Linked DNA regions of Mus musculus: regions 1, 2, 4, 5 and 6 are each linked to region 3. The links are chromatin contacts, called in public HiChIP or PLAC-seq, capture Hi-C and promoter capture Hi-C maps. All regions are on one chromosome and are shown on one strand. Each heading gives the region's core, a stretch centred on a gene start, on an enhancer-like site or on the middle of the called end of the contact. The rest is flanking DNA. Distances are from core to core; before and after follow the strand shown.

The links. Promoter capture Hi-C pulls out the DNA fragments that hold promoters and counts their contacts. HiChIP or PLAC-seq counts read pairs in DNA pulled down with a chosen protein or histone mark. Capture Hi-C pulls out chosen DNA fragments and counts their contacts.
Region 1: a contact with region 3 is called in an H3K4me3 HiChIP or PLAC-seq map of embryonic stem cells, with 14 times the contacts expected there. The contact joins the enhancer-like site here to the promoter of Strap in region 3. A contact is called at or near these places in 6 of 39 promoter capture datasets (the 3T3-L1 cell line, embryonic stem cells, hippocampal neurons and 1 more), 5 of 484 Hi-C or Micro-C datasets (the G1E-ER4 cell line, embryonic stem cells and palatal mesenchyme) and 7 of 115 datasets of contacts at active chromatin or transcription factors (embryonic limb bud, embryonic stem cells, epiblast stem cells and 1 more).
Region 2: an H3K4me3 HiChIP or PLAC-seq map of neural progenitor cells shows a contact between it and region 3, with 13 read pairs. The contact joins the enhancer-like site here to the promoter of Strap in region 3. A contact is called at or near these places in 16 of 39 promoter capture datasets (the 3T3-L1 cell line, 3T3-L1-derived adipocytes, the HPC-7 cell line and 10 more), 4 of 15 datasets of contacts at CTCF or cohesin (the NIH/3T3 cell line, large pre-B cells, pro-B cells and 1 more), 110 of 484 Hi-C or Micro-C datasets (the 3T3-L1 cell line, B cells, the Ba/F3 cell line and 59 more), 24 of 115 datasets of contacts at active chromatin or transcription factors (the NIH/3T3 cell line, acute myeloid leukemia, astrocytes and 18 more) and 3 of 9 other capture datasets (adipose tissue, embryonic stem cells and liver).
Region 4: a capture Hi-C map of embryonic stem cells shows a contact between it and region 3, with 4 times the contacts expected there. The contact joins the promoter of Rerg here to the promoter of Strap in region 3. A contact is called at or near these places in 4 of 39 promoter capture datasets (cranial neural crest, embryonic stem cells, pre-B cells and 1 more), 15 of 115 datasets of contacts at active chromatin or transcription factors (cardiomyocytes, differentiating embryonic stem cells, embryonic midbrain and 7 more) and 1 of 9 other capture datasets (embryonic stem cells).
Region 5: a contact with region 3 is called in a promoter capture Hi-C map of trophoblast stem cells, with 4 times the contacts expected there. The contact joins the enhancer-like site here to the promoter of Strap in region 3. A contact is called at or near these places in 6 of 39 promoter capture datasets (the 3T3-L1 cell line, 3T3-L1-derived adipocytes, hippocampal neurons and 2 more), 5 of 484 Hi-C or Micro-C datasets (cardiomyocytes, cerebral cortex, nephron progenitors and 1 more), 3 of 115 datasets of contacts at active chromatin or transcription factors (all in embryonic stem cells) and 1 of 9 other capture datasets (embryonic stem cells).
Region 6: a promoter capture Hi-C map of stem cell-derived epiblast-like cells shows a contact between it and region 3, with 2.9 times the contacts expected there. The contact joins the enhancer-like site here to the promoter of Strap in region 3. A contact is called at or near these places in 7 of 39 promoter capture datasets (the 3T3-L1 cell line, 3T3-L1-derived adipocytes, cranial neural crest and 4 more), 1 of 115 datasets of contacts at active chromatin or transcription factors (embryonic stem cells) and 1 of 9 other capture datasets (embryonic stem cells).

Annotation. Positions count from the first base shown.
Region 1 is chr6:136,998,755-137,003,569 of GRCm38.p6, reverse strand. No RefSeq gene overlaps it. Among named protein-coding and RNA genes, the nearest start is that of Gm30055, 20 kb to the right of the region's middle. Within about 2 kb of position 3,324, at least 22 of the 459 cell types and tissues checked have an H3K27ac peak or open chromatin away from gene starts, as enhancers often do. A contact at or near this core is called in embryonic stem cells, where this site is marked.
Region 2 is chr6:137,207,690-137,212,115 of GRCm38.p6, reverse strand. No RefSeq gene overlaps it. Among named protein-coding and RNA genes, the nearest start is that of Rerg, 40 kb to the right of the region's middle. Within about 2 kb of position 1,900, at least 19 of the 459 cell types and tissues checked have an H3K27ac peak or open chromatin away from gene starts, as enhancers often do. A contact at or near this core is called in colorectal tumor organoids, neural progenitor cells, oligodendrocyte precursor cells and 2 more, where this site is marked.
Region 3 is chr6:137,731,581-137,736,586 of GRCm38.p6, reverse strand. Strap (serine/threonine kinase receptor associated protein) reads right to left here and starts at 1,505. Exons shown (of 10, transcript NM_011499.3): 1 at 1,121-1,505; 2 at 122-257. The coding sequence starts at 1,232.
Region 4 is chr6:137,166,617-137,171,015 of GRCm38.p6, reverse strand. It overlaps Rerg (RAS-like, estrogen-regulated, growth-inhibitor), which reads left to right and starts at 1,298. Exons shown (of 5, transcript NM_001164212.1): 1 at 1,298-1,536.
Region 5 is chr6:137,111,956-137,116,673 of GRCm38.p6, reverse strand. All of the region lies in intron 2 of Rerg (RAS-like, estrogen-regulated, growth-inhibitor), which reads left to right. Gm52923 (a long non-coding RNA gene) reads left to right here and starts at 4,604. Exons shown (of 2, transcript XR_003956538.1): 1 at 4,604-4,718. Within about 2 kb of position 1,558, at least 2 of the 459 cell types and tissues checked have an H3K27ac peak or open chromatin away from gene starts, as enhancers often do. A contact at or near this core is called in trophoblast stem cells, where this site is marked.
Region 6 is chr6:137,133,713-137,138,728 of GRCm38.p6, reverse strand. The region is part of intron 2 of Rerg (RAS-like, estrogen-regulated, growth-inhibitor); the gene reads left to right. Among named protein-coding and RNA genes, the nearest start is that of Gm38914, 6.5 kb to the left of the region's middle. Within about 2 kb of position 3,063, at least 63 of the 459 cell types and tissues checked have an H3K27ac peak or open chromatin away from gene starts, as enhancers often do. A contact at or near this core is called in hippocampal neurons, where this site is marked.

The sequences.
Region 1 (4,815 bases), core at 2,075-4,574, 730 kb after region 3:
AATATCTCCCTCTAGTTGGAGAAAAGTAAATATTGCATAGCTACTTTTCCCCTTCCTTCTGTCAGTACATCAGACACATAATCTTCTAAGCTCTAAATGCTAAATTTGAACATTGTCAAAATTTCTACATATAAAGGGGTGGTCACTCCATAGCAGAGTGCAGGCCAAGCATGTATGAGGTCAACCCCCAGCACAGGCACACAGGTACACAGCCACAGGTACACAGTCACAGGTACACAGCACAAGTACACAGCACAGGCACACAGTCACAGGCACACAGCACAGGCACACAGTCACAGGCACATAGTCACAGGCACACAGTCACAGGCACACAGCACAGGTACACAGTCACAGGTACACAGTCACAGACACACAGTCACAGGCACACAGCACAGGCACACAGTCACAGGCACACAGTCACAGGCACATAGTCACAGGCACACAGCACAGGCACACAGTCACAGGCACACAGCACAGGTACACAGTCACAGGTACACAGTCACAGACACACAGTCACAGGCACACAGCACAGGCACACAGTCACAGGCACACAGTCACAGGCACACAGCACAGGCACACAGTCACAGGCACATAGCACAGGCACACAGTCACAGGCACACAGCACACACACACAGTACAGGCACACAGTCACAGGCACACAGTCACAGGCACACAGCACAGGCACACAGCACAGGCACACAGCACAGGCACACAGTCACAGGCACACAGCACAGGCACACAGCACAGGCACACAGCACAGGCACACAGCACAGGCACACAGCACAGGCACACAGCACAGGTACACAGCACAGGCACACAGCACAGGCACATAGCACAGGCATACAGTCACAGAGAGGTAAAATGCTGCAGGCTCAGCTTCGCACTTCTGGTTTTTTATGTTCCCTTGCACTCTCCCGCTCTGTGGAGTAAATGTTTTTCTACAGCAATGTTACCAGAGCCGTGGCTGTTAACGTGCAAGCCAGCGGATTCACAGTGGTCAATAGCAAAGACTGGACCACTGGGCTTCTCATGAGATTCACGGAGCTGCGCTTGGGTTTCAAACTTATGTATGTATTGTTCCCGGTTTGTTTTTCCTCAGACAGGGTCTCTTCTAGTGCAGGCTGGCTTCAACCTAATTGGCTACTGTAGCCCAGGATAACTTTGAACTCCTGCCCTTCCCACTTCTGTGTGCTGAGTTCCGTCGGGTGCCGAGAAGCCAAGTGTGAGGTGACTTTGATCACTGTGGTGTAAACAGAGCCTCTGCAGGCTTCCTTCTCTGATTCAGAACAGTAGGCAAATGGTGTTATGATTCCAAAGGTAGCCATAAAGGGTGAAGTCTGTGTTAAGTTTCAAACCCAGGGTAAAAGGCGGAGGTACCTCTTTAACATAGCAAGGTGGTTCTGGCTTCCAGGGTCTCTCAGCATCCGCCAGTCCCTACCTGTTACAGGGTATGGCTGGAGCTCTACCCAGAATTCTCCAGCCTAGGGTCTGGGCTGCCCTTCCCCCACAGGCTCATCCTTATCATCTAGACAGTCTGGTTACCCGCCCCTTTGTACCTTTGGCTCCTTGCTGCTGCTACACCTGATTCCCATCTTTACCCTCTCCCAGCATGCCCCAACTCAGTATAGTCATGTCAACTCTAGACTCTCTCAAGCAGCTCTGACTCTGCCCATGCTCGCTCCACGAATCTATAATAAACTTCCTCCTCCCCATGTCTGTAGTGACTTCAGAGCCTTCTGTCTACAGACTTTAAAAGTCAGGTGTTCTAGCACCACCAGTTGAAGACCATGTGTAAAACCTGAAGTTAACCTATAAGCCCCACCCACCCAGGAACCAAGTAACTTCCTGGAATGCTGGGAGTTGTAGTTCTTAGAAAGTAACAAAGCCTCATGGGAAAACATCATGGCCTTTCCATTTATAAGCCCCTGCAAAACTCAGCTGACCAAAACCCATCTTGGCTAGTATTTAATTAGAAGCTTGGCTGAAGTGGTGAAACTGGTTTTTCTCCAGCGAATTTCAGGGGCATTAGACATTCCACTTATTTACTTTCCTCCACCATTGAGCTGTGAGAAGTCATATTCCTTTCTCCTGTTTGCTTTCTCTTAATGAAGCAAAGGGTATAGCAGCAGTGAAATGCATTCCAACTTCCAGTGCAGCCCCCATTACATCGTATTGCAAACTCCTTGAACTCAAGAGGAGACAGCCTATATAGGTTTTGCTTTCTTTTTTTCTTTCTTTTCTTTTCTTTTCTTTCTTTCTTTCTTTCTTTCTTTCTTTTTTTTTTTTTTTTTTTTTGATAAATACAGTTAAGCGTACCCTCCTTGCCACTATGTCTATCTGTTATGAGGATAAAAGGGAAAATGACTTGGGGTGGAAAACTATGGCAGAACCCCCCCTTAACAGGAAAAGTTTTGCGGGGGGGGGGGGGAGAAAAAGTCTTTCTGAAGGCCATCACCCAGGTGAGCCTAGCTGCAGAGCAGGGACTGCCTAGTTCTGCTTTAATCTTCCTGCACGGACAGGGATCTCTCTGAATTGCTCTCCCAATAACTGGCTTTTGTGAGCACTGTTGAATCTGATTATATTCTGTCGCGCTAGGAACATCAAGACAGCTTAGAGCCTTTGCACAACCCCACCCCAGTGTAATTCCGTGCTCAGTCCCGGGCTACAGCAGAGCTTCGGTTGTGTCAAAGGCGATCATGGATCACCTGTTCACTCTGCTGCTTTCTGTGTCTCTGACAAAGGACCCGAGCTCTGTGAATTTGTTCTGTCTCATTGTCCCTGATAGAGATGTATTCTTTTCTCTCTCTTTCAGATTTGGCAGAAAAACATTGCCCGAGGCAGAGATTACTCTTATCGGACTTCTTTTCTGTAGCATTTCCCCTGATATGGCTCAGTGTAGAGAAGATGAGGCCAAGGCTCTCACACAATAGAGCTTTAAAATAACTAACAACGATCTGCCTTGTACATCTCGGTTGAAGTAGAACAGCTTTCTCTCTCTCTCTCTCTCTCTCTCTCTCTCTCTCTCTCTCTCTCTCTCTCTCTCTCTCTCTCTCTCTCTCTCTCTCTCTCTCTCTCTCTCTCTCTCTCTCTCTCTCTCTCTCTCTCTCTCTCTTCTGAGACAGGGTTTCTCTGCATAACCCTGGCTGTCCTGGAATTCACTTTGTAGAGCAGGCTGACCTTGAACTCAGAAATTCACCTGCCTCTGCCTCCCGAGTGCTGGGATCAAAGGCGTGCGCCACCACGCCCGGCATAGAACAGATCTCTTAAAATGAAGGAAAGCATTTGGCATGTTAAGTAAGAAATTTAAAGTCCAAAGCTCTTTCCCATTGTTCCAAATCCCCCTCCCCACCATTCCTACATTCTCCAAGGGGCCCTTAGAAGTGTTCACTTGTTAAGAGTTTGAATGTAGAGCCGGGCTTGGTAGCACACGCCTTTAATCCCAGCACTCGGGAGGCATAGGCAGACGGATTTCTGAGTTCGAGGCCAGCCTGGTCTACATAGTGAGTTCCAGGACAGCCAGGGCTATACAGAGAAACCCTGTCTTGAAAAAACAAAAACAAACAAACAAACAAACACCAAAAAACCAAAAACAAACAAAAAAAGAGTTTGAATGTAGAAGGCTCACAGCGCATGTGTTTTTGACAGTCCCAGCAGGTGGCGCTGTTTGGGAGGACTGAGGCGTCTTTACCTTGTGGTGCCTGGCTGGTGAGAATAGGGGATTTTGACCTGTCTGTGCCTGGTTCTGGCCTGTGTTCTCTGTTTACTATCTGTTCGCAGGTAAAATGCTTTGCCTTTTGTCTCCAGCACTCTAGAGCCACAGGGAGCAGTGGCCATCCTGCCATGGTGGACTGAAATCGCTCTGAAACCATGAGCCAAAAGAAGACCACCCTCCCCAGAGTTGCTTCTGAAGTGTGCTCGGTCACACTCCCACACTCCGGGGGGAAGTAGTTATGTCACTCTACATTCTCACATCAGACCTGTGCACTCCTCCGCAGAGTCCCCTCTTGGGAAGACAGACGGAGCAAAGGTAATATCCTATGGCTTCGGAACAGATTTAGAAAGCTCCCCAGATGCGTGTGGACAGAACTGAGTGGGACACTGTACAAAGCTGATAGGATCTTTAAGAGGTTGAGCCTAGAGGCAAGTCCTAACTCATCCGGGACATGCTGTCCAAGGGGGTTGTGGGATTCTGCATTCTCTGGCTCCCTGGACATGAGGTGAGTGGTTTTGCATCCCTAAGCTCCTACCACAGCGTGCTTCCTTGACAAAGGACAAGAATAATGGCACGAATCACTCAAGATCTGAGACTTAAAGCAGAGCTATCCCAAACCTTTTCTCTTTCTAAGTTTCACACACCAGATGCTTGTCACAGTGATTCAAAATGTGACTCATATTATCTCACGGGCAAGAATTCTTCCTTCCCAGTACACTGTAGGGTTTTCAAACCAGTGGGGATAGCTCATTTATCATCATCATTCACATCTTAATACTATTCTCAATGTGATGTTGCCATTAGAGTGGTCATCTTAGAAGATACACCAACCTTTTAACCCATTAACCCATCTCTTCCCCTCTTTTTATACTTATACTAATTACTGTGTGGCCATGCTGGCTAGTGTGTATTTCACTCCACACCAAACCAAGACTTTCAGGACTCTCCTGATCTCAGCCAACCTTCCTCTGTATATCTGACACTAGCATTCAGTGTAACTCCAGCTCCAAGAGATCAGATATTCCCTTCTGGTTTCTGTGGTTACCGGTATACAAGGCATACACACATACATACAAGAAAAAGAAAACAAGAAAGTATTCAGT
Region 2 (4,426 bases), core at 651-3,150, 520 kb after region 3:
ATACATGTATGCATATATATATACATACACACACATAAGCATATAGTTTTATCATGGTTTAACAGTGAGTTAGGCCATCAAACTCACAATTTCAGAGTACTTGCAGGACAGCAAGAAACCTCTTCTGCCTTTCCTTCCTCACTGGGTGCTACCCTGTGCCTGAAGAAGTCAGCAGACAGCTTGCTGGACTCTGTCCTCACCTTCCACGACGTGGATCTTGAAGCTGAACTCAGGATGTCAGGCACAGGTGCCTTTCCCAGAGCCATCTCAGCAGCGCATAATTGTTCTTGCCATTGTCATTTGCTTTTCTCTTTTCAAAAATGTTAGTTTGCAAGTTACTTTACAGCAGGCATTGGGCATAATTCTGTACTTTATATGCAAATGTAGAAGGATAATGTGGTCAGCAGGTTAATAGCAGAAGCCTGAGAAACAGCCTGTTGTGTTTTGTCAAGAGTTTCCGTGCTGTTAGGCCAAGTTCCAAGGAGGCCGAGCCAGAGCCAGGAACTTCTATTCAGGTGATTTATTGACATTTTGCTTATGAGCCTAGCCTTTAATAGCTAAGTTATCTCCCCAGCTCTTGGTGATTTATTGAATGAAGTATCTTCAGGAAAAACCATAAGAGGAGGAAGAGAAGAAGGAAGACAGGGGCAGAAGCTAGACAAGTCATGGTTTTAGGAAAACCCTAGCTTTGGATGTTAAACGTATATGATGTATGTGTGTGTGTTTTTGCATCCCTGAGCACACACATGTGCATGTGTGTACAGAGCCTGACATTGACATCAGGTGCATCCGGCGTTATTCTCCGTCTTATACCTTGAGGCGGGGTCTCTCAGTTGAGCCTGTAGCTCATACATTGGGCAAGGATAGCTAGCCACCTCGCTCCAGGGACTCCGTCTTACACTCAGCAGCAGTAGTGTGACAAGCAGTCCACTGTATTTACTCAGCATTAACCTGGATTCCAGCAGCCCAAACTCTGGCCCGCAGGGTCAACCCTTGAGCTGCTGAGCCATCTCTCCAGCTCCTAAGAATTTTCATTTTTCGGGGAAAGTTTCTTCCATAATTATCTCCCCTCCGGAGAAAATTGTTCAATGAATGCAACAAGGAAGTAAAGACGTTTCCCTGGCAAAAGGCAGAAAGACTTAACTGGCTTCCCCACTCAACCTGTTGTCAGTTACAAGAAGAGCATCATTTTCCCACAGGAAGAGAGCTGCGGTCACAAAACACCTGACAAAAGGCCTGTGTAGAAGCATTGGTCTACTCCAGGAACTATAGATGGAGTGAGAAGATCATACTGAGAACAGTGGTAGACACACTAAGGTGGTCATCTGTGGCCCAAGAAGGTCTTGATGCCAACCTGCAGCCACAATACTTTACTCATGGGAATTCCTACAGAAAGGAAAATTCAACAACACTCAGGGTCATCTCAACCCACTCCATCCTGTTGTCACATTGAGCAATGGCTGATTCTCCTGAGCCTGAAGCATCAAAGGATGTGAATAATGGACCACTGGGCTTGTCATAGCTAATGGGCACCTGCCCTGAGTGTCCAAAGATGGAGTTCTACTGGACTTAAACTGCCCAATTTCCATTTAGTCATCTCAAAAAAAAAAAAAAAAACTTTTCTTCATTGGAAGGAGGTGAATGTCACTGGCATACAACATAGACACTTTCAGAGAAAAGAAAGAGTAGACCCCAACTTGCAAGATACAAGGCTTTCCGGCAATGGCTGACCCACATTAGGGCATGCCAATTCATTGGCATAGACCACATATCTCGGCCTGATATTGTGTGAATACAAACCGGATGCATCTGATTAAGTGCTCCCAGGCCTGGTGTAATAATTGACTCACTGGCAGTGTGCCTCCTTCCAGCTATTCTGGGATCTGGGCTTGGAGCATTTGGAGTTTGGCACACTCACCTCAGAGGCTCTCTCAGCTGGGCCGGGTGCCAAGTGGCCATCCTCCTCACTATTCTACTCTCCTTTCTCGATTCTTCTCCATGTTTCCCCACAAACCATGCCTTGCCCTTCGGATCTCACCGTCTTTTGGTTTGGAAAGATGTTTCGGCTCCTCTGCTCAACCTGGCTGGTTGATTGAAAGCTGGGCAGAGGGCTACATGCGAATCAGATGGAGCTTGCCTTACCAAGGATGTTTGTTAAATGTGGTCAGTGACAGCCAGCTTGGGTCCCTGGCAATCAAGCAGGTAGAAACTATTTCCTGTTGTAGATGGTGCTATGTGCCTGAGAGATTAGTACCATAGTGTCCAGAGCTGGGCACATTCCATTTTGGCATTGTCACTTACAGACTGGGTCACCCTGAACAACGGACTCAGTTTTCCCTGCTTCTGTGTTGTCATCTGTAAAACGGAAATAATTGAAGGACCTACCGTGTAAGTTTGGCCGGAGGATTAAATGAGTTCACACTTATCAATGACCAGACAAATTTGCTTCCCCTTGCAAAGATGTTAATGAGAGTCGGTGAGATGGCTCAGCTAATAAAGGTGGTCGCCACCAAGCCTAATGCTCCTGGTTGGTTCTATGGAGACCCACATGGTGGAATGGAGACAACCCATTCTGGAAAGTTGTCCTCTAAGCCCCCCTCATGCCTCTCTGGTCACACAAGCATGCACACAAAGAAATTGTTATTGAAGACTATAAAAATGTTCTTCAAAGAAGGAAGTTAATGAGGTATCAGGGAATTTCCTTGACATTATTTGTATAGCTAATTTAATTATTATTTACATAGTACTCTGGTGCTAAGCAACTGAAAGGCTCCAGTATTTTAGCTGATGAATTCTTATCATAACCCTGAATTACGTTCTGTCTTGCAATAACAAAATTACAAAGCAGAAGATGGTACCTTGTCTGGTATTAAAGCATTAATTGGGTGGAGCAATTAAAAGATTGAGCTTGATTTATTCCTAATGGCTTGGAAAGATAAACAAGACATATCATGGAGGAGCGATTGGAAATCAGAGACAGGGTTGAAAAGCAACTGAAAGTCACAATATGAATGTAGAATCACATTTTATGCTTAAAAATTTATGTGTATAATCGTGTCTATATGCATGTAGAGGCTGTATGTATAAGACATTAGAGTATAGAAAAAATAGTTCACTTTGATGATAGCTGGCACAGAAGTTATTTTGTGGAAAGGAGCCACCTTTATTGAGAAAAGAGTTGTGCTCTGAGAAAGTGTGTCTCCCCGAGTCAAGGTCATTAGTGAAGAAGCAGAAGCTTATTATAAAAAAAGAGGGGGTGGGTGAGGCCAGGGCAGGTGTGGTGGGAGGGAGGGAGGGAGGGCCAAGGAAGAATGAGCACTCTTTTCTCCTAGGGACTCCTGGGAAGTAGTTAGCAGTGAAAACCCTTCAGTCAGTTCAGAGGTGGTTGATTTGATTGTCTTCTTGACAGGACCACAGTCACCTAGGAGACAAACCAGTTGCTAGATAAGATTGCCTGCCTGGGGTGCAAAGCCTACCTACCTTACTGTGAACAGCACCATTCTGTGATCTTAGACAACAGACTGGATAAAAAAGCAGAGAGAGAGCCTTGTGCAACAGCCTTCCAGTGCTGACTGGATACTTGCCTGCCGGTCTGTCTCGGTCTGTCTCCCGTGGCTCTCCCACTGTAAGGGAGTATGCATGCCCCCAGCTGTGAGCTACGATGCACTCTTTCTTCCTTATGCTTTTGGCTAGAAATTGTCCCAGCAAGGAGAAAGGTGACAAAGACTCCCAAATGCTTGGTAGAGTGGGTCTCCTTGTGTGAACTATAGACAGGGCTCTGATCAACCGCAGACTAGAAAGAGAACAAAATGAGGTCTTCACCTGGGAGACATATGGAAGTGTGTATGTGGGGGTGGGGGAGGGGGAGGAGGAGATGACCATGCTTGTAGACTCACACTTGTAAGTGTGCACTGCCAAAACACGGGAAGAACCTGTGTCACACTGCTGTGTGGTTAGCATTGAAAGAGTGTGTGATTGTGCTGTGTCATGTGTTCCAGTGTTTTCATCACTGGGACAAATTACCTTTCATGGACAATGTCAGAGAAGAAAGAGACTTTTATTTGGCTCACTGTTTCAGAGAATCAGTCCATTGATTTATTATTTCTTTTCTGTCCCTGACAAAGAGAAACAACAGGGTACAGATAGATCACTGAGGAAACACTCACTTCGTGGGAGCTGAGAAGCAAAGGCAGAGAGAGGGCCAGGAAGAGAAGGGGCCTTTTGAGACAGGCTTTCTCTGTGTAGCTCTGGCTGTCCTGGACTTGTTCTGTAGACCCGGCTGACCTCTGACTCAGAGATCTGCTGGCCTCTGCTTCCTGAGTGCTGGGATTAAAGGCGCAGGCCCCCACTACCTGGCTTACATAACGTCTTTAAGGACATACTAGCCATGGAATAAATTCCTTGCGCCATGAAGTTCTACTTCTAA
Region 3 (5,006 bases), core at 256-2,755:
CATGTACTGTCTATAGCATCCTCGGAGTCAGAACCTCATGTCTAACTGTGAAGTTGGAGAATCTGGCCATGTCACCACAAAATTCAAACAGAATGAAGTTAGCCATTTTTGTTACACTTACGCTGTGAAGTCTGCAGCTGCTGTCGCAGCTTTGGTGGCATCCTTATTCAATGTTGCACCCCAAACAGCACCTTTATGACCCAAAAATGTTCCAATCCAGTCTCCTGTATCTCCCTGGCGGAGCATGGGCTTGCCATCTAGAAAATATTTTCAGACATCTGTGATTTAGAAGCATGCAACGTAATACCAAATCCTGAGCAGCAAACTACTGGAAAACCGTTGTTCTGACTGCTCCCCCCTACTCCCATTAAGCCGTGGGGGCGTGGGGGAGGGTGTCCCCATCCTGGTCTGTGCATATGGTCTCAGTGACCTAGGGACTAAGGAGTTGTAGCCACTCTTCCTGGGAAGCATAAGCAATTTTGGGACCGAATGAGAGGCCTCCCTCATCACCTTTGCAAACTCGGATTACAAAGCAACTATAAAGACCTGGGAAACGCTCTTCCACAAGACCTGATTCCGATTCCCAGCGCCCACACGGAGGCTGACAACAGCCTCTAACTCCGGCTCTGGACAATCTGATGCCTTCCTCTTGGGGCACCCCTTCACACAGGTACAAGCATGCATAGAGACAACACAGGCACACATAAATAAAAACTTCTGAAAAACCGTGGGCTGGATGCCAGTGACATGCGGTGTCAAAACGATCTAGATAGCCGCTTTTTACTTTGGACCACATAAACCTAACGTACACTTTCGTCGGGGAAAAAAAAAAATGAGGCTCACACCACAAAGGATGAAACAATGAGTGAGAGGACATAAAGGGCACTCCTCTCGGCCTGGCCTAATTTCTTCTTCCCGTAAATCCTTGGCAAACACAATGTAGTTGTGTGGGTAGAAAGGCGAGGTGTTGGGGAGCACTAACAACGGTGGGGAGGAGGGACGCATAAAGCCCGGCCAGGGGCGACCCTCTAGTCCCAGCAGCGCGATGGCTGTCGCTGGCAGCCACGACCCACCCACCCGTCGGCACTCGGGAGCCGCGGCCGTCGCGGGCTCAGCTCACCTTTGCAAGCGCTGATCAGAAAGTAGCCGTAAGGCGTGATGCCGCTGAAGGCCAAATCCACCACGGGCCGCGTGTGGCCCGAGCAAGTGAGCGGCGTCTGCCTCATGGCCATGGCGGCGGCGAGCGCGGTGACGCGGAGCGGGGACCGAGGGTCGCGGTCGTCCTCCTTCTCTGCCGCGGCGCCTCAGGCTGCTTGAGGCCCCCGCACTCACGCCGAAGGAGGCCGGCTCCAGAGTCCCCGCGACTCGCGGCCGCCAAGGGAGGGACAGGGAGGGAGGGAGGAGGGGAGGGGAGCGCCGGAGAGCCGGCCTGCCGCCACTCACGGTCCCTACCGGTAGCGGCAGGACGTGACGTCGCCCGACGCGTCGCGTCAGCCGGAAGTGACGACTGGCGGGAAGGCGGTAGTTCCCAGCAGCAGCGCGAGAAGCAGTGTGCGCAGGCGCGAGCTCGGAGACCGAACCCATGCTGCTCTGACGACGTCAAGCGCGCGGCGTCCCGTTGCTACCCAGTGTTGGGAGCCGCCGAGTCCGTCCCTTGTAGGATGCTGTTGTAGAGTTGTAACCTTCTCATTGCTAAGCTACAGACACACTTTTCCATAATCATCTCACATCTAACTGCCTACCCAGTAGCAACCATTCTGTCGCTCTCCTTCCCACCCCCCTCCCGGCATACACCGTCACAACTCACAAACAGTAATGACTTCCCTAATAGAGTGGTTATGCTAACAACATTTATATCCTGGTGACAGATAAGTGACTGGCGTTTAGTGGATGGCCAGCAAATGCTTATTTGCAAGTGGGAAATATTCACTTAGTGCTCAGCAAGGATCCGTGACAACCTAACTGATAAGGGCTCTTTCAGTGGCTCTAGCAACTATCACTGCGGCTGGGGAGGGAGAGACCCCAGTCTACTGGGCTAAAGTTCTTGCCATGTAAGCATGAAGTGTGATACCCAGTACCGACAAAAAAAAAAAAAAAGCTATACATGGTGTGATACATGCTTGGAATGCAGCACTGAAAAGATACCAATCCCTGCCAGCCAGCATAGCAATCAGTGAGTTCCAAGTATGAGTGAAAAACATCTCAAAAACAAAAGAGTGTAGATGCATCTGGACCAGTGAGCCATTCTTCACTGAGAGGCTCCTGAGAGGAGGGACCGAACGGATCAGAAATAAAGAAGACAGGAAAGTTGGGGTCAGGAGGTTTTCCCTAAAACTATGTCTTATGCTAAGCTAATTTATTAAGATGTACAGCATCTTATATACTGTTTGTATGGGGAAAATGGAACAGAAAAACCTATCATACAGTGGGACGAAGTCATCAGAAAGCTAACCAAGCAGTGTTGCACAAAAGGAACACAGAATACTTCATGTGTGCCACAGACCAAGCACACACTGGCCTGGGACTGACTACTCCAGTCTCTTTAGGAGGAAAAGTCACGTTCTCACAGACTGAAATCTTAACTCTGGGGGGCCTGGTTCCAGACTTTGCTATGTCTGACCCTGGTCAAAGGCATAGAGTTGGTATCCCCTTTCCCCTTTCTGAAAGCCTCTTGTATCAGCCTGGAACCTAACAGTGAATGGCTCCTGGGGCTCCTAAGACTGACTTCTGCCTACCACACATGCACACACTACTTTTAAAGTGCATATCAAGCATATGTTGGCATTATAATAGACACTGTAGAAGTGACACAAATCCTCTCTACATGAAGAGATCTATGGGTGGCAAAAATGCTCTGTAGATCACTGTGAAAGAAATTCCACAAATAGGCTATCTGAAAATAAATGAAGGTGGATGCCTACTTCATGATAGATAAACTATTCACACACCATGATTATTAATTTGGGATCTTATTATGCTCATTGTTAATCATACCTTTGGGATTTGGTCATCTGTTAGGGCTTCTTTAAAGCCCTATTTTATTCTGCTTTTATTTTTTTTTCTTGATATATAGTCATTGTTCACGGTTACGGAATAGAGTAGTATTTTGATGATTGCAGATCAAATCAAGGTGCTAAGCATAGCCATTACCTCTAAGGCTGTGACTCTAGTGTCTCCTGGGGGGTTTGTTGTAACGGAAGGTTCTGTCTGCAGGTGAGAGTACAGGGAAGCAGGAGAAATGAAAAGGCCTAATAAGTCTTTGAAATAGAGCAGGGAAATGTAAGCTCTCTCTCTCTCTCTCTCTCTCTCTCTCTCTCTCTCTCACACACACACACACACACACACACACACACACACATCTTATATGGCAGTATAAGCTCCTCCACACGTTTTTACTGTGATTGCTAAAGTTAAAAAAAAAAGATGAAGCCTGTGTGTGCATGCTCACAGCATGGCACGGTACTTCCTACTCGTGGATAGCAGAAATGCCTCTTTGTGACCTGTGACATTGAGCTTATGTCAAACCACAGGAATATCTTCCCCAGGCCCTGGTCATATGAGGCTACCTCATCCAAATAGTGATTATGCCACCATAGGCATCCCAGGCTACCCACACTCAAAGGTACAGGCAGACTGTACAGAGCATCTGTGCTTGGGGCTGGACTCTTAAGGGCTATTTTAGAATTCTGCCTATAATTGAGGATGCTCTTGGAGAAGACTGAAATTCTGCCAGGGGCCAGCCCTGGTGGGATCTTCTTTCTTGTTGGTTCTTCTTGAGGCAGCAGAGGGTAAGACTTTGTCTTAGGAGGTACAGATTAATCCGAGGCCGACCATCTCAGGAAGATCACCTGCTAGTTAATAGCTTGTCCTATTATGGCTCCTGACTTTGTCTTAGGAAATACAGGGGTAAGACTTTATCTTACAAGATATTTAGGGTTTCTGTATAGTAATAAAAAGTTTACTATTCTAAGTTACTACGCTACTGTAGCTGACCTGCCTTCTGTGTTCCTCTGAGACCAGAGACTGCAGTCTTAGGCACTTAGCATCTCACCCTAAAACAGCAGGAGATTAAGTAAAGGATTAATGGTTAGAGCCTTTTCCCTTTTGTCCTGACGCCTCTTGCATCAGGAAAGTTTGGAGCAATAAACTTCTATTGAACCAGGAGAAGAGAATAACATTTGCATAAGCAGATATGCATAAACATATGCATAATGCCCTATACTGATTCACACATGCTCATTTATACATTTCCATTCAAACAAGTTGGGTTCAGCTTGCATGCATTCTCACAATTACATACTTACACACACACACACACACACACACACACACACACACACACACACACACACACATCCCATACTTACATATGTGCATGAAGCAAAAGACCAAGCACCAGGGCAGAAAGAACTCCCTCATTCTGGATGAAAAAATGCGCTCCAATCTTTATTGCATACAGAAAGAAAGAGCTTCTACCCTTTTGATGCTAAATGAATTAAACCCAAGTTTGTAAGAAGAAAGCTTTGTTTCTTTTAATAAAACTAAACCTGCCTTGTTACTAAGAAAGGACCTGTTCTGTCCCATGATAAGGAGAAGCTTGTCTGCTCCTTCTGCTCTCTGCAGCATCCTCTTTTTTCCTCATTCCCTCTGCATTCTGCACATTGCTCTCTTAGTATTTTATGTTGACCTATAGTTTCTAAGTTATTCCACTCTGCACTCTCCTTCCAATCTTGCTCTGATGTCACAGTAATGCTCTTACTCCTGATGCCTTTTCTCCTGATGCTGTGCCTATACTTCTAAGTTCTTCTTGAGTCCAGTTCTGTCTAAAAAGTATTCTGTCTAAAAACTTCTCCTCAGCTCAGTTCCTCATAACTCAGTTCTAATTCTTTTCTTTGTCCTCAGCACCTAAAACATCTTTCAGAATACATGATCACATGTTTAAATGTCCATCACAAGTTCACACACAAAAAAAATCATAAATTGAAATAGAAGTTTACAACAGAGAA
Region 4 (4,399 bases), core at 49-2,548, 570 kb after region 3:
CTGAAATCGCTGTTTCTCAAGGACGGGACCCATGTCTTCAAGTCCACACTAAATAGCTCTTCCAAGTTCAGTGGATAAACAATTTAGATGTATCATGTCTCAAATGGTCTTGTTGCATCCGTTTGATCATTGTGCAGCAGGCCCTGCAACAGGGGGAGAGCATGGGTGCACACACAGTACTCTTCCCCCACTCTTCCAGCCCCTGGAATGTCAAGGGTTAGCAGAACAAGGAGAAACTTGAGAGAATGCAAAGCAAGCCCAATACTGGCAGGGTGCTGGGGCATGTGGGAGGGAGTGTCACTGTAGGTCAGATCTGGGGTCCCCAGGAAGTCGGGGAGGGGGGATCTGGAAATTCACGCTGGATGTGGTGTGTTAAAGGTTTCTCAGTGAGTTATCAGGACACATGCTGAGGCTATCACAAGTCCAACCTCTTCATCCACCCTGCCTGCCAAGTCTCTGCCTCCACGGGGCAGAGACTTTCTTCCACCAGAGTGGCTCCACTGATTATTCCTATCGCCCTGGGCCCCTGCCTGCTCCTGTTGCCTAGCCTCGCTTTCAGTGAGTCACCAGATACCCTGGTAAGAAAACCCAGCTTTGGAATGAAAAAGGAGAAAGGCATAGACATTTCCTGTTGCTTTGTTCATGCCCACCATCGTCTTTGGGAATCCTTTAACCTCTCAGAAGCTCTCCTTTCCCTCCGAAAGACCAGCAATTACAATAGCCATGCTTACCTCCAGGGAGGTGAATATCAAAGGAGATGGGGGATGTAAGCAGGTCTTGCTTAGCTTAGCATAGCATGCATGTTAATTATCTTTGTTGAGGTTTGAACGGGATGGGGTTTGACGCCAAAGCAAATCTTATAAATGCTGGTCTTCCAGAGGGAACAGAGCACACCGGGGACTTTCTCATATATACAAATATGAATTTCGGTTAAATTTGGTGTTTATATCTTTGGAAGTATATTTGTTTCCGATCCTTTCCGGATTTTCTCCCAGCCATTTACTAGTCTTGGACCCGTTTATTTCTATCTTTTTTAAAAATCCTCTGCTTCCTCTCGAATATCATGAAGATAACTGAACACATTCCCAGGGCGTATTAGCAAGATCCTTTGAAAAAAGGCGTAGAGAACACTGCGTAAGTGATGCTTTTTAATCAAGAAAGGACTTAGCTGAAGCCTGCAGGCCTGGCGCTGAGCTAGGCTGGGTTGTGAGGCGCTCGGCTCGCAGACTGGTCCAGCAGGGGGCGCCCGGGCACCTCACTGCAGCATCTTGGTGGCGGAGCGCAGCGGCGGCTGGCCGGAGCTCGCGTCCTGCCGCAGTCTCTGCGCTGCTAGTCTGAGCGAGCGCGAGGGAAGAGACCCCGTCCGGGCACCGCACTTGCAGCCCCAGCGACTCCCAACCGCAATCGCGGCCCCCCAACTCTCAAACGCCTCCTGTAGCCCGCGTGGGTCAGGGTGGGAGAGCTTCCTAGTCTCCGCGGGCGGATTGCGAACTTGGAGAGGACCGCGGCTGTCTCCCCGGCCTGGACAGTGAACAGGTGAGTGACACGCACGTGTCCAGGTGGCTCCCTGAGGACAGGGTACGAGCCCCTGAGGGCTCAGCCCCTGGGTGAGTCCCGGTGGTCTCCGGGTCCCTCCCTAAGGGCGACTTTGGGGTTCTCCTGAGAGATGTGAACGCCAGCCACCAGGCTTGACAGCGCGTCCTGCGCCTAAGGCGTCCTTCCGAATTAGGGGACATCTGCTCTTTATGTGGAGCCTGTGAGCTGCAGAACATGCAGCCCACTGTGGGCTTGCTCCTGGCTGCAGGACCTGTTGATCTCAGGGTAGCGAGCCAGCCGGGGGGCTTGCGCAGTCACAACCTCTTTGGTGTGGCTGTTGCCTTGTGATAAGATGAAGGAAAATTCCTAGCAGAGAAACTGAGAAATCTTGATTTCAGGAGAGGTCTGACCCAGAGAGAAGCGATCTCACTCCACCACCATCAGACTGGATTCACTGCTGTCTTGGACAGCTGTGCTTTGCTTTCTTTCTTTCTTTTTTTTTTTTTTCTTTTTCTTTTTAGAAGGCCATAAAAGCATTAAAATGTAATTATAAAGATGCCCCCACTCGCCTCAAGAGGAAGTGGAAAACTCTGACCTTGATAAACACAGTCTGCGAAATGATTTATTAGGAGCAAAACCTTTTGCTAAGTAAATAAACAGATGGATGAAGCTTTAGAAACGCAATTGTCGTAGGTCTAACAGAGTCCCCACAGGTAGCCTCTTTGGTTAGTATACACCTAAGTGTGGAGGGAGTCAATGAATTCGACGATTGGTCAGTAGTACCAAATGAAACAACACACGTCTTTCCTTCACTCTAATGTTTCCTCTGATGACTTCATGCATACGGAAAAGCAACGCCTTTCATCCCCTAAATATTTAGGTGTGATTTTAGGATGGAAACTTGAAACTTGTTTGGTTTTGCCTCCGGGAAAGCAAATCTGCTCCGAGAGTGAACTTCAGGCCACGGCAGGAATAGTTCCTGTGTTTGAACCATTGAGTTTCCTCAGATCTGAGGGATAGAAGGTCTCTGGTTAATTCAACAGATACTTGCCTGTAGGTTACTATGACAACAATTGACACGTTGATGGTTTCCGTCAAATTTTCATGGGGAAATAAAATGTGAAGGCATCTTTAGAGGGCAGCGTTGCATCGCCCCCCCCTTTTCCCTAAACATATTAGGCGGCTGACATTAAGCAGCTGGATCTTTATGACGTCATAAATGGGGACACTTTATGACATCACAAATGGGACACTTTAACTAACATAATTAATTTCTCCTATGTGAGACCCGTGAGCTTCGGAGGCCAAGGGGAGTTGCTGAAATATTTGACTTGGCTTTAAAAACATATACTTTGATGCTTACTTTAAATGAAGACTATAGCCAGATTCTAGATGCATGGGGATGATACTTTTGCATGAAATGGCAAGTTATTGTCTACAGATGCTCCGTACACAAGCACGCTCTGTGTTTCAAAGAGCCAGCAGCTGTTTGTAAGTTAAAAAAAAATCTAGTAAACAAATTCAACATGCAAACCTTAAATAGAAGGGAGATATATAAAATGACAAATGAGGAATTTTGTTTTGACCCACTGTCTGCTTATAGGTGGACCAGCCTGGAACTCATGATGTAGTCTAAGCTGGTCTTGAATTCAGTATCTCCCCCCCCACACACACACACACTCCTGCCTCCCGAATGCTAGGGTTACAGGGCAGCACCTAAAGAAGGACTTACTTCATCTATAGCCAAAGAATGGGGTAGGACATTTAAGATCTTAGTTTGAGACTGACTACAAAGTTGCCGTTGTCTGTCTGGAGATGTTAAACCCCTGCCTCTTCTTCGCTTAGGAGCACCCACACCTTAGCAACCTGCACACCGAAATGTGTGAGGCCCATGTTAATGGCTCAGATACAGCAGAGAGAAAACAGAAGCCCACTCTTCCTTGTGGGCTATGTATCCAGAGGGAGCTCTGTTTTCTCTTTCCCCTTCTTGGGCTGTCTTTAAAAGCTGTATACCCAAACATTGGCTCAGACAGGGTCAGTTAGCACATTTAGGTAACAGATTGTGGTTAACCTCCCACCCCACCCCACCCCACCCCCTTTGATTTTTTGAGAAAGTTTCTGTAACCCAGGCTGGCCTCAAGTTGGCTTTGCAGCTGAGAGTGGCCTCTGAACCTCTTCCTAAATTGTGGAATTATAGGTGTGTGTCACCATGCCTGGCACAAATACAACTTTACAGACTAGAACAGTGAGTGACCTCTGAACTCCCGTGCCACTGAATTGATGTATATAAAGTGAGGTTTGGAGTTCATGTCAGCCATTGATGGAGTTCAGGCAGTGGGAGTCCCTTAGCCCGTGGGAAAGATGGGAGGTTTCTCATGGTTGGCTGTGCTAGGGGGCAACCACAGTGAACATATCCAGAGCTCTGTTGTGACAGCTTGTCAGGTTGTATGTCAAGTTGTGAAGAAGGGAACTCCGTGTTTTTAGTCATTAAAACAGTGAGTGCCTGGGGACAACTGTGCATATGGTGAGAGGGGGAGGGGACAGTCAAGACCTCAAGCAAGTTTTCTCCGTTGCTGTGTGGCCCCTAAAGAATGCTTCAACTTTTCTGGAAAGTGGAAGCCTGGGGTGGGGTAGCATTCTAAGGGCTGCCAGGCTGCATAGCCAGATCTGAGCATAAGAAAGGACTTGTTTTTATAGAGCCGAGCCAGCACATCACAGGTACAAGTGACAGACACACCATAGCCTAATATAATAAATAGTTTAGGGAGTTTTCCTAGTTGGAAAAGGCTGCCTACTAAAGACACTATTTTCAGAGGACATAAACTTATCTTGGATACCTGGAAGTGACCAAGCAGACACAGAT
Region 5 (4,718 bases), core at 309-2,808, 620 kb after region 3:
GGGATAGCCCCCAGCTTTCTTAAGGAGGTTCAGGAGATAGAAGTCAGCCACTCATGCTTGCCCAGGAGGCGCTTTACCACTTGGCCCATCTCTCCAGCCCAGCCACTGTCTCCTTGCTCAGCCTCTTAGTTCAAACCAGAGTCTTTCTGAAAACAACTTCACAGGCACACCTAAAAAAGACGACATTTAGTCAGATATCAGGGCGTGCTTTCATCAAGCCGAGGCAATGAGTGGAATTCAGCATCACATGCTTGTAGAGCCAGAAGGAACGCCACAGACCTGACAAGGTAGCTTCTCAGAACTCAATAGATGAGACCACGTCCAAAAGGGCAGTGCTACCGTCATTTGATTTTATTTTATTTTTTGCCTTGGTATCTCCTTGACTTGCAACCTTTCCTCAGAAGTTGTTAAAATAACATTATTTTCAACACAGAATGGTTTGTATATTAAAATAATATACCCTGAGGTTGGGGATATAACTCAGTTTGACGAGTACTTCCCTGGCATACACAAAGCTCTGGGTTTCAATATTGGTGGAGGCATGGAAATAAACCCTTTAGTTAGTTTGTGTCTTAGTTACTTTTCTATGGCTATGAAGGGACACTACGACCAAGACAACTTATAAATGAAGGCATTTGATTGGGGCTTGCTTGCAGTTTCAGAGGGTTAATTTGTGACCACCACGATGGGGAGCAGAAAGGTAGGCCTTGCCCTGGAGCAGTGGCTGAGAGCTCATGTCTGATCCACAGGCATGAGGCAGAGAGAGAAGTAGACTGGGTTTGGTGAGAGCTTTTGTAACCTCAAAGCCCACCCCTCGTTACACCTCCTCTCAACAAGGTGTAATTCCTCCTGACTCTTCCCCACCCGAGAAAAATTTTACCAACGAGCAACATCCAAATATGATCCTATGAGGGGCCAATCTTGATCAATCCATCACAGTTATCTCCTCTCTTACCTAACCAGTTGCTCATATAAACATGGTTTCCAACTGAGAGTGAAGGTAACACTGTTGTGTATAAACAAGGGAAAGAAGGCACTGTACATCTGTATTTCTCTCTCTGGAAACTGAGGGGAAAACACTAGCTGTAAACGGTTGTTGCAAGCTGACAGACGTGCATCTGGAAATGGCTGTGTAGAAGCAGAGCATTGTCGTGCTGCTAAGTGAGTGTGCGGCTGCCATCAATCTCCATCAAGCTCTGAACGGGGAAATGAGTGCTTGAGAAAATGCTCTGAGAGCTGAGCAGCCTGTGTGAAGTAACCAAACTAACCATGCATCGTAGGGAATACACTGTACTCATAACAGGACAGCAAGAAGGTGACCTTGATGCTGAAAGGTCAACAGTCTGAAGTGTACCACTCATGCTATCTCATCTTCTTCTGGTCAGTAAAAAATCCCCCGGAAGTAATTCACTTACTATCGGTTCCATCATATAATAAAAATACTCTGGGGAGTCAAGGTGATTGATTCCCCAAGGTTCTCAAACCAGAACGGACTGGCGCTAAGATGGAAGCTGAGTCTGCTTCCTTCTTCAGTGACAGATAATTGCAGTATGTCACCTTGGGACTCACATGGCCAACCGAGCTGTGCCAGAGGCTAAACGTGGCTTACAGTAACTGTGTTGTGTGCCTGAAGCTGCAGGAACTGCATCCAAGTCATTGTTTAAAAACCTGGAACCGGGGCTGGGGAGATGACTCAGAGGTTGAGAGCACTGGCTGCTCTTTCGGAAGTCAAGAGTTCAATTCCCAACACCCCATGGTGGCTCACAACCATCTGTAATGGGGACTGATGCCCTTTTCTGGCATGCAAATATACATGCAGACAAAACATTCATATGTAAAACACATTAAAAAACAAAGAAGCAAACAAAACACAAACAAACAAACAAACAAACAAGCACCTGGAAACAGCACATGATTCTTGGGAAAGTGGATCTTAGAAAAGTTAGGAATTGCACCTCTATAGTGTAGCCTTAAAGACTCATGTATGACAGTGGAGGACCTCAAAGTTCCTTGTGTAGCAGGAAAAACACTCACAAGACTGACTGGCAGGCATAATGAAGGGTAAACTGAAGATAAGGTGGATCTCATCTTCTCTCAGGGGCATATTTCCCAGTTATCATTCAACGTTCAAAGGTCAATCTGTAAATCTGTATTACCAGTCTGAAGGTCTTTGCCTTGATTTGGACAAAGAACCACTTAAGACTTTATGAGCCCAAGGGAGAGTAAAGATATGGGAGGGAGCAGAGCAGCATGACCTTATGTCTTCCTCAACCAGATGTCTACGTACAGAAAATGCTTTGTTTGGGTGTGGTTATCATAACTAGCTTATTTTCTAAGTTTGAATCCATTTCTACCACCCTTTAAACCTCATCTCATCTAAGTTCCATGAGACCCAACTCATAGGATCGCCTACTTCTGTGATGGATTTATGTGGTTATTTTAGGGATGCTCCTACAGAGATTGCTTTGTGTAGAGTGATGCTTAGTGTGTACCCAGATCACCTACCGGTAGCATGATCAGTTCCTAGGCCCCACAAAGTCCTGCTAAATCTTAAACTCGGAGAGTGGGGCTTGTGCCACGTAGGTGTCAGAGATTGCCAGAAGACTGGTGCTCCTGTACTTTAAGAACTCTGCTCCAGGAGAGGCAGGCCTATACTTACAGTTTGGATTGAGTTTTTCAATTGTAGAAATCTCTGTTCCCGCTGGTTTCTCTGAAGTGCAAACAGAGAGGGCCAGTTTTGAGGTTGGCTCCTTCCCAAAGAGACACACACATCCTAAAGTGAGTTTCGTCTCTGGAAGGTTCTGGTTTGTCCAGTTGGACTCATGTGGAAGGGAGAAGTACCCCCAGACATCTTTATGTGTGTCCTGTACTTTGCAAGGCGATCTGTCTTCTGCACCAAGGCTTGCTTCGCACTGTCTCCTTAAGAGGCCATTCCTTGTTTGCATGGCATTATTTTGTCATTGATGTTTTGAAGTTATATGATAAAAAGGCTCATGAACACATGGAATAACCAGATCTTTGTCAGGAGTACAGTGCTTAAATATAGCATTCAGAATAATAATGACAGTAATAAATTCTCTCTAAACATGGCATCTTAACACTTTCTTTGATTAACCATTTACACGTGTTAATGTGTCTCTGAGAAAGCACACCTTTTAGGGAAAGTTTACTGCAGAGGTTTCACCATCATCTTCACTATTATCATGATTGTCACCATCAGGAGGTAGGTCCAGAGCCTGCTTGAAATAGAAGATGATGCTGAGTTGTGTTTCCTCATCCCTTTTGTATCACACCTTCATAGCATTATGGGATGAATCAGATTGTGAGAGGTTTTAGTCCTACATCTCCCTGCAAGCCTGTAAGAGTACTTGTCACTTTCACCACCTTTCAAGCTTTCACCACCTTTCAAGCTTTCACCATCTTTCAAACCCAGGACTCACGACTGCATCTCTGTCTTTCCAGTCACCCTCCTGTATCTATTCTACCATACCTCATTGTGCACACAGCCAGGAAGGCCATACCATGCTGATAACATCGCAAGTCCCTTTGAAATCCCTTCACAGATGAGAAGTTATTGTTTCCCAGAGACATAAGTCCTTCTTCACTATGTGTCTACAAAACAATTAGTCTTGCAATTAAAAAAAAAAAACAAAGCAAAACAAATTTATTTGGCATACAAAATAATGGATTTCTTTATGTCATTTTTAAAAAAGATTTATTTATTTTATTTATATGAGTACACTGTAGCTGTCAGACACACCAAAAGAGGACATAGGATCCCAGATGGTTGTGATCCATCATGTGGTTGCTGGGAATTGAGCTCCAGACCTCTGGAAGAGCAGTCAGTGCTCTTAACCACTAAGCCATCTCTCCAGCTGCCTTAAGTCATTTTCATTCCTATGTGCCAGTGTGATTTACTCACGTTTGACCCCAACTATGCTGCCTTCCACCTTGTCCCCTTCCTCCCCTATAACTCTCCCTTCTTCATTCATGTGAGACATGATTATATGGTGAAATCTAAACATGACATCTTAGTTAGGGTTTTACTGCTGTGAACAGACACCATGACCAAGGCAACTTTTTTTTTCCATTTTTTATTAGGTATTTAGCTCATTTACATTTCCAATGCTATACCAAAAGTCCCCTATACCCACCCACCCTCACTCCCCTACCCACCCACTTCCCCTTTTTGGCCCTGGCATTCCCCTGTACTGGGGCATATAAAGTTTGTGTGTCCAATGGGCCTCTCTTTCCAGTGATGGCCGACTAGGCCATCTTTTGATACATATGCAGCTAGAGTCAAGAGTTCCAGGGTACTGATTAGTTCATAATGTCGTTCCACCTATAGGGTTGCAGATCCCTTTAGCTCCTTGGGTACTTTCTCTAGCTCCTCCATTGGGAGCCCCAAGGCAACTCTTATAAGGACAACATTTAGTTGGGACTGGCTAACAGGTTGAGAGATCCAGTTCTGTACCATCAAGGCAGGAGCATGGCAGCACCCAGGCAGACGTGGTGCAGGAGGAGCTGAAAGGTCTACATCTTCATCTGCAGGACTTTTAAGAGAGCTAGGATGAGGATCTTAAAGCCCACTCCCACAGTGACACGCCTACTCCAACAAGGCCACAGCTTCTAATAGTGCCACTTCCTGGGCCAAGCATATACAAACCATCACACGTGCTTATAAAAAGAGAATGAGATAGTTGCTCCTGAAGCCCATG
Region 6 (5,016 bases), core at 1,814-4,313, 600 kb after region 3:
TTCAGAAGGGATGCCTGTAATAATAAGCAAAATAAAGGGATGGGACTGGAAACAGAGTGTGGACGTTTACAAGTTTGGATGAAGTGGTCAGAAAATATTTCAGTGGCAACAGTGCCCTTAATTGCAGTGTCTGAAGAGCGCCAGGGAATAGATGATTAATAGTTTCCACATGCAAAGGAAATTCCAAGTATAGAGGTCCTGTATCTGCAACGGGACTTGTCAGCTGTGGGCACCAGAGTGGAGCAGAGAAAAGGGAAGAGGTGGGAGAGAGACTCTTTAGACAATGTAGATCTATAGATTGCAGGACAGCTCTTCCTAGAACAGGATGTAAGGCCATGGATATATGTTAAGAGGAGGGTGAGTGAACTGGCTTGCATCTGATAGTACTCCTGTTACTTCTTTTTTTTTAAAGTTTTTTTTCTTATTATGTATTTTCTTCGATTACATTTCCAATGCTATCCCAAAAGTCCCCCCCCCCACTCCCCTACCCACCCATTCCCATTTTTTGGCCCTGGCGTTCCCCTGTACTAGGGCATATAAAGTTTGCCTGACCAATGGGCCTCTCTTTCCAGTGATGGCCGACTAGGTCATCTTTTGATACATATGCAGCTAGAGTCAAGAGCTCTGTTGCAAGGACGGTGATTTAGCTGTCCCTTGTGAGACTAGGCCGGGGCCTAGCAAACACAGAAGTGGATGCTCACAGTCAACTATTGGATGGATCACAGGGCCCCCAATGGAGGAGCTAGAGAAAGCACCCAAGGAGCTAAAGGGATCTGCAACCCTATCGGTGGAACAACATTATGAACTAACTCTTGTTACTTCTAAATGTACGTTGTGTTTGCAGGGGTGAGCTTTAAGACAAAGGTAAAAGCCAAACACCTTCTAGGAGGCTCCTGCCATTATATGCAATAAACTCAGAACAACTCATCACCACAGAAGGTCCTGATGGAATTCTGAGCAGGAGGGACCACACGGGAGTATCTGCTCCTTTCGAATGATGGTCTCTTTCTCCTTTCTCTGTGAGGACATGGTGGCCTGGAATGTTCTCTTTGCTACTATCAGTGGAGTAAAGAAAGTGACGAGAGGGTCAGCAGATCTCTCCTTTTGCTCAAGAAGGATGCTCCTATAACTTTAGCTGGAAATGCACATTAAAGGAAGCAGAAATATGAGGAAATACAGCTTTCATTTGCCTGTAATACAAGCATGCGATGTGTTAACCCATTCAAGGTCAACATTGCTTTTGTGTCTATATTCACATGGATAGTGTAAGCTGTATCTCCACCTGTGCGCCCAGCTCTTGCTCAAAGATGAAGGAAGTGCTCAGGGACCAGTTCCCAAAAGGATATACTTTCAGGGATATACTTTATACCGCCTGTCTCTTGGCATATCTGCATGCCTGGTCGATTGAAGGAAAGTCGACATTAGAAAGCAGTATGTTTTTGTGTAATTCCATGGATACAGCTGTAGAGACCCCATGACCATCTCCAAGTAGCAGTGGTTACCAAAGCTTGGATCTCTGGCCAAGTGCTTTTTCTCATTTTCCTAAAAACCTCATCTAATAGAACATACGTATCTCTAAAGCCATAAAATATTGGTGGAAATATGGTAGATGCAGGGGGAAGTTAAGTTCTGAATTTGACCACTAACTAAACTTGTGACCTTAGTGAACGATGAGATCCATCTACATGGATATTTACTGCCCATCTTTCAGATGCTTCCTGATGTGTTTATAAAAAGATAAGGAGATATAAGATATGTTCTATGGGGGTGTGGTGAGGTATGGTAGAAGGGGTTAACTCAGTGGGCCCATGCCAAGGCATCTTGTCCCCCTGAGGGACCAGCCACACGATGGTATAGTATAGAATAGAGGTTATTCAGGGCATGGGGAGAGGAGATAAGAGGGTAGTAGAGGCAGCAAAATCAGATAGAAGGAGAGAGTAGAGAAGTAGAGGCTGGCCATGACCACGTGGAGAGATGGGGGAAGGGAATGGGGAGAGAGGGGGAGCAAGGAGCCAAGAGGCAAGAAAGCAAGAGTAAGAGAGTAAGAGGAGGGGGCAAGCAGCCCGTTTTATAGTAGACCAGGCCTACCTGGCTGTTGTCAAGTAACTGTGGGGTGGAGCTTAGACAGAATGCTAACACTTCCTGTTTAGGGACCCAGTCCAGTTCTGCTCCGGTACTGGATAACCAGAGCATGGTGATCTCCGTTCTTATTCTCCAGGCCCTCATTAAGCTGCTATTTATATATTTTGTGACAGTGCAGAGATCACTATGCAGTCTTATAAAACTATACATAAGATTCACTTCTGTGGAATTCACTTCATACTACTCAATAAAACGCATCAGTGTATTCAGTTTCCCAGTAGAAGACAGTCAAATGGTCACGAAAGAGCAGTGAATATTCATTAGCCTCATTTGCATACGTGCTGGAATCGGGAATTCCAGTTTAAAGTGGGGGCAGCTTAGCAATAGCATTTGTGACCTTGGACCTGGCGAACCTGCTGGCTTCCAGTGCAGTGCCACTTGGTCTGCGCTGGCTGTAGTTGTGTGGGTGTAGCCAGCATCTGCTTTAGTTTGGGGCTACATTTACTTGAGGGCACATCGTAAGCTTTACTCTCCCCCAAGAAGAGTGTCTTACGTACTGTTCAGTATTGCGCCTGATCTTATTTGTTGTCTCGAGAGCTGGCTCCACCACCTCTCAAAGGTCAGTTTTTAGCAGTCTATTTTTACCTCTCCTCTCTTCAACAAGTGATGTCCGTCCCAGCTCCCAAGTTGGCCTCGGATGGTGGAAAAGCTCCCCAGGGCTGAGACTGGATTAGTGAGAGCTGACCCAGACAGTCTAACTATCTCCGTGGGGATCTTAATTGAAACCAATCTCTCTCTTCGTGCTAATGTTTTCCTAATAGGAAGAAAAGGAGGACGCCAGAGCCAGTGTCCAGCCCCGCGTCCATTTTCTGCTCAGCGGTGAAGTTAACAGGAGCCTTTCCTGAGTACTATGTACTGGCTGGGAATCTTTAGACTGTCCCCAGGGCCATCCACTTGTCTCAGCTGCTCCATTAATCTCTGGGAAATCCCCAGCGCTGCAACTGTCACTGTGTAATTAAATGCTTTGTTATTTTCTGCATGGCCCTGTACTTTGGCAGCATATTTTTATTAAGAGCGGGGCCTGTTATTTGTCATTTGCCCCATATGGCTGTGCAGTAACTGCTTCGTGATATCTCTGCTGTGCTCATTTCTTCTGAACTAAGCAGTTTTCTCTTCTCTCTTTCCTTCTGCTTTTGTTCTTCCTTCTATTCATTTATACATGCACACACATACATACATACATACACACATAAACACACAGAGAGATAGACACACACATACACATACAGACACACACACACAGACACACTGATACACACAAACAGGCACACATACAGACATACCCAGACATATACACAGAAATACAGTTTGTACAAGCACACATACACACGCATACAGACACACACAGAGACACACACACATGTTTTGTTTTGTTTTGTTTGGTTTGGTTTGGTTTGGTTTGGTGTTTGGTTTGGTTTGGTTTGGTTTGTTTGGTTTGGTTTGGTTTGGTTTGGTGGGATGCCATTCTGTGCAGCCCCTGCTGACCTAGAACTCATTCTGTAAACCAGGCTGGCTTTGAACTCACAGAGATCTGCCTTTGCCTTCTGAGTGCTGGCTTCAAGGTGTATACACACCTTTACTGTGCACGATACTGAGTGTCGTAAGGATGTGCACAATACAGTCTATGATGTACTTGGAACGTGCCTTTTCTTTTTATATTTTCTTGCTCATCTTTCTTACTCAGAGCCAGATCCCCTAAGGCATTAGGTCAGCATCAACTGGTTTCTTCTTGTTTTTCCTTCTAATCTCCTCCGAGAAGGAAATGAAATTCGAAACATTAGCGTTAAATATGCTGTCATGTGACCATTACCTATAAGGTTAATCTTTAAATTGAGCACATGACCCCCAAATATCCAGATACCAAACTGTAGAAAATTCTGAATAAGGAAAACAAGAACTATTTAACTTCCTGATGTTGTTATTGTCTTAGTAATTTCTTAACCGTCATAACAAAGGCCATGTATCCCTATAGTGAGGAAAGAGTTTAAAGCCAGTATTTTTACCTGGAAGAAAAAATTTTCCTGTGGCCTTCAGTCACTGCTTAAAGACAGTGCAGCTGCTTCCAGGCAGCTCCTTGGCAGACTTTTGTCACACAATGCCTTTCTTACTTTGGTGGGAGGTGTGGGTGCCTAGAAGCAAATGGCCTACTCTGAATTAAGGACAGGCTCTGCTCTACTCCCCACAGAGAAGCTTTCCCACCTATATTGTCCATTGATCCTCAAGCTTGGAGGGGACTTTGCGATTATGTTAGAACCACACCCCAGGCTGCTGTGAGGGGCGGGACTGGGAACAGGAGTGGGGACAACACAGTCACAACAAGGGAGGTATTCATGAGGAGGATGGGCGAGAAACCCCTGCTGCTGATACAAGCCATTACATAGCCAGCAGTTGGATTTGTTATCTGTCTAGAAATCTTATTTTCTTAAAGGGAGATGGCATCAAGGAGCAGAAATGCTTATTCTCTGGGGTCAGATCTCAGCAAAATGTGACCCTGATGCCTCCAGGATCTCAGTTCTTTCATTAAAAAAAAAAAATTCAAAGTAATGCCACTCATTCCATATGTTTGTCATCGAGCTTAATGGGGTCAGAGTGAAGCTCTTCCTAATGACTCAACATGTAGGCATTATGCTTAGGGTGTTGTCTAGAACTCCCAAAGCTCTCCCCTCTCAGGGCCCACAGGTCGCACAGGTGGGCCTGTGTTCATGTTCTCCTCTGTACTTTCATGGTTTTTCATGGTTCTCCTAGCTATGGCCTCTCTTCCTTTGACAGATTGGTTGGTAAGAGTGATATCTATCCAGTGGCTTTCATCTTGCATTCTAGAACAATCGAAGCACAATAAAAGGAACCAAGTAGACAGTCAAATAACCCTTCTAG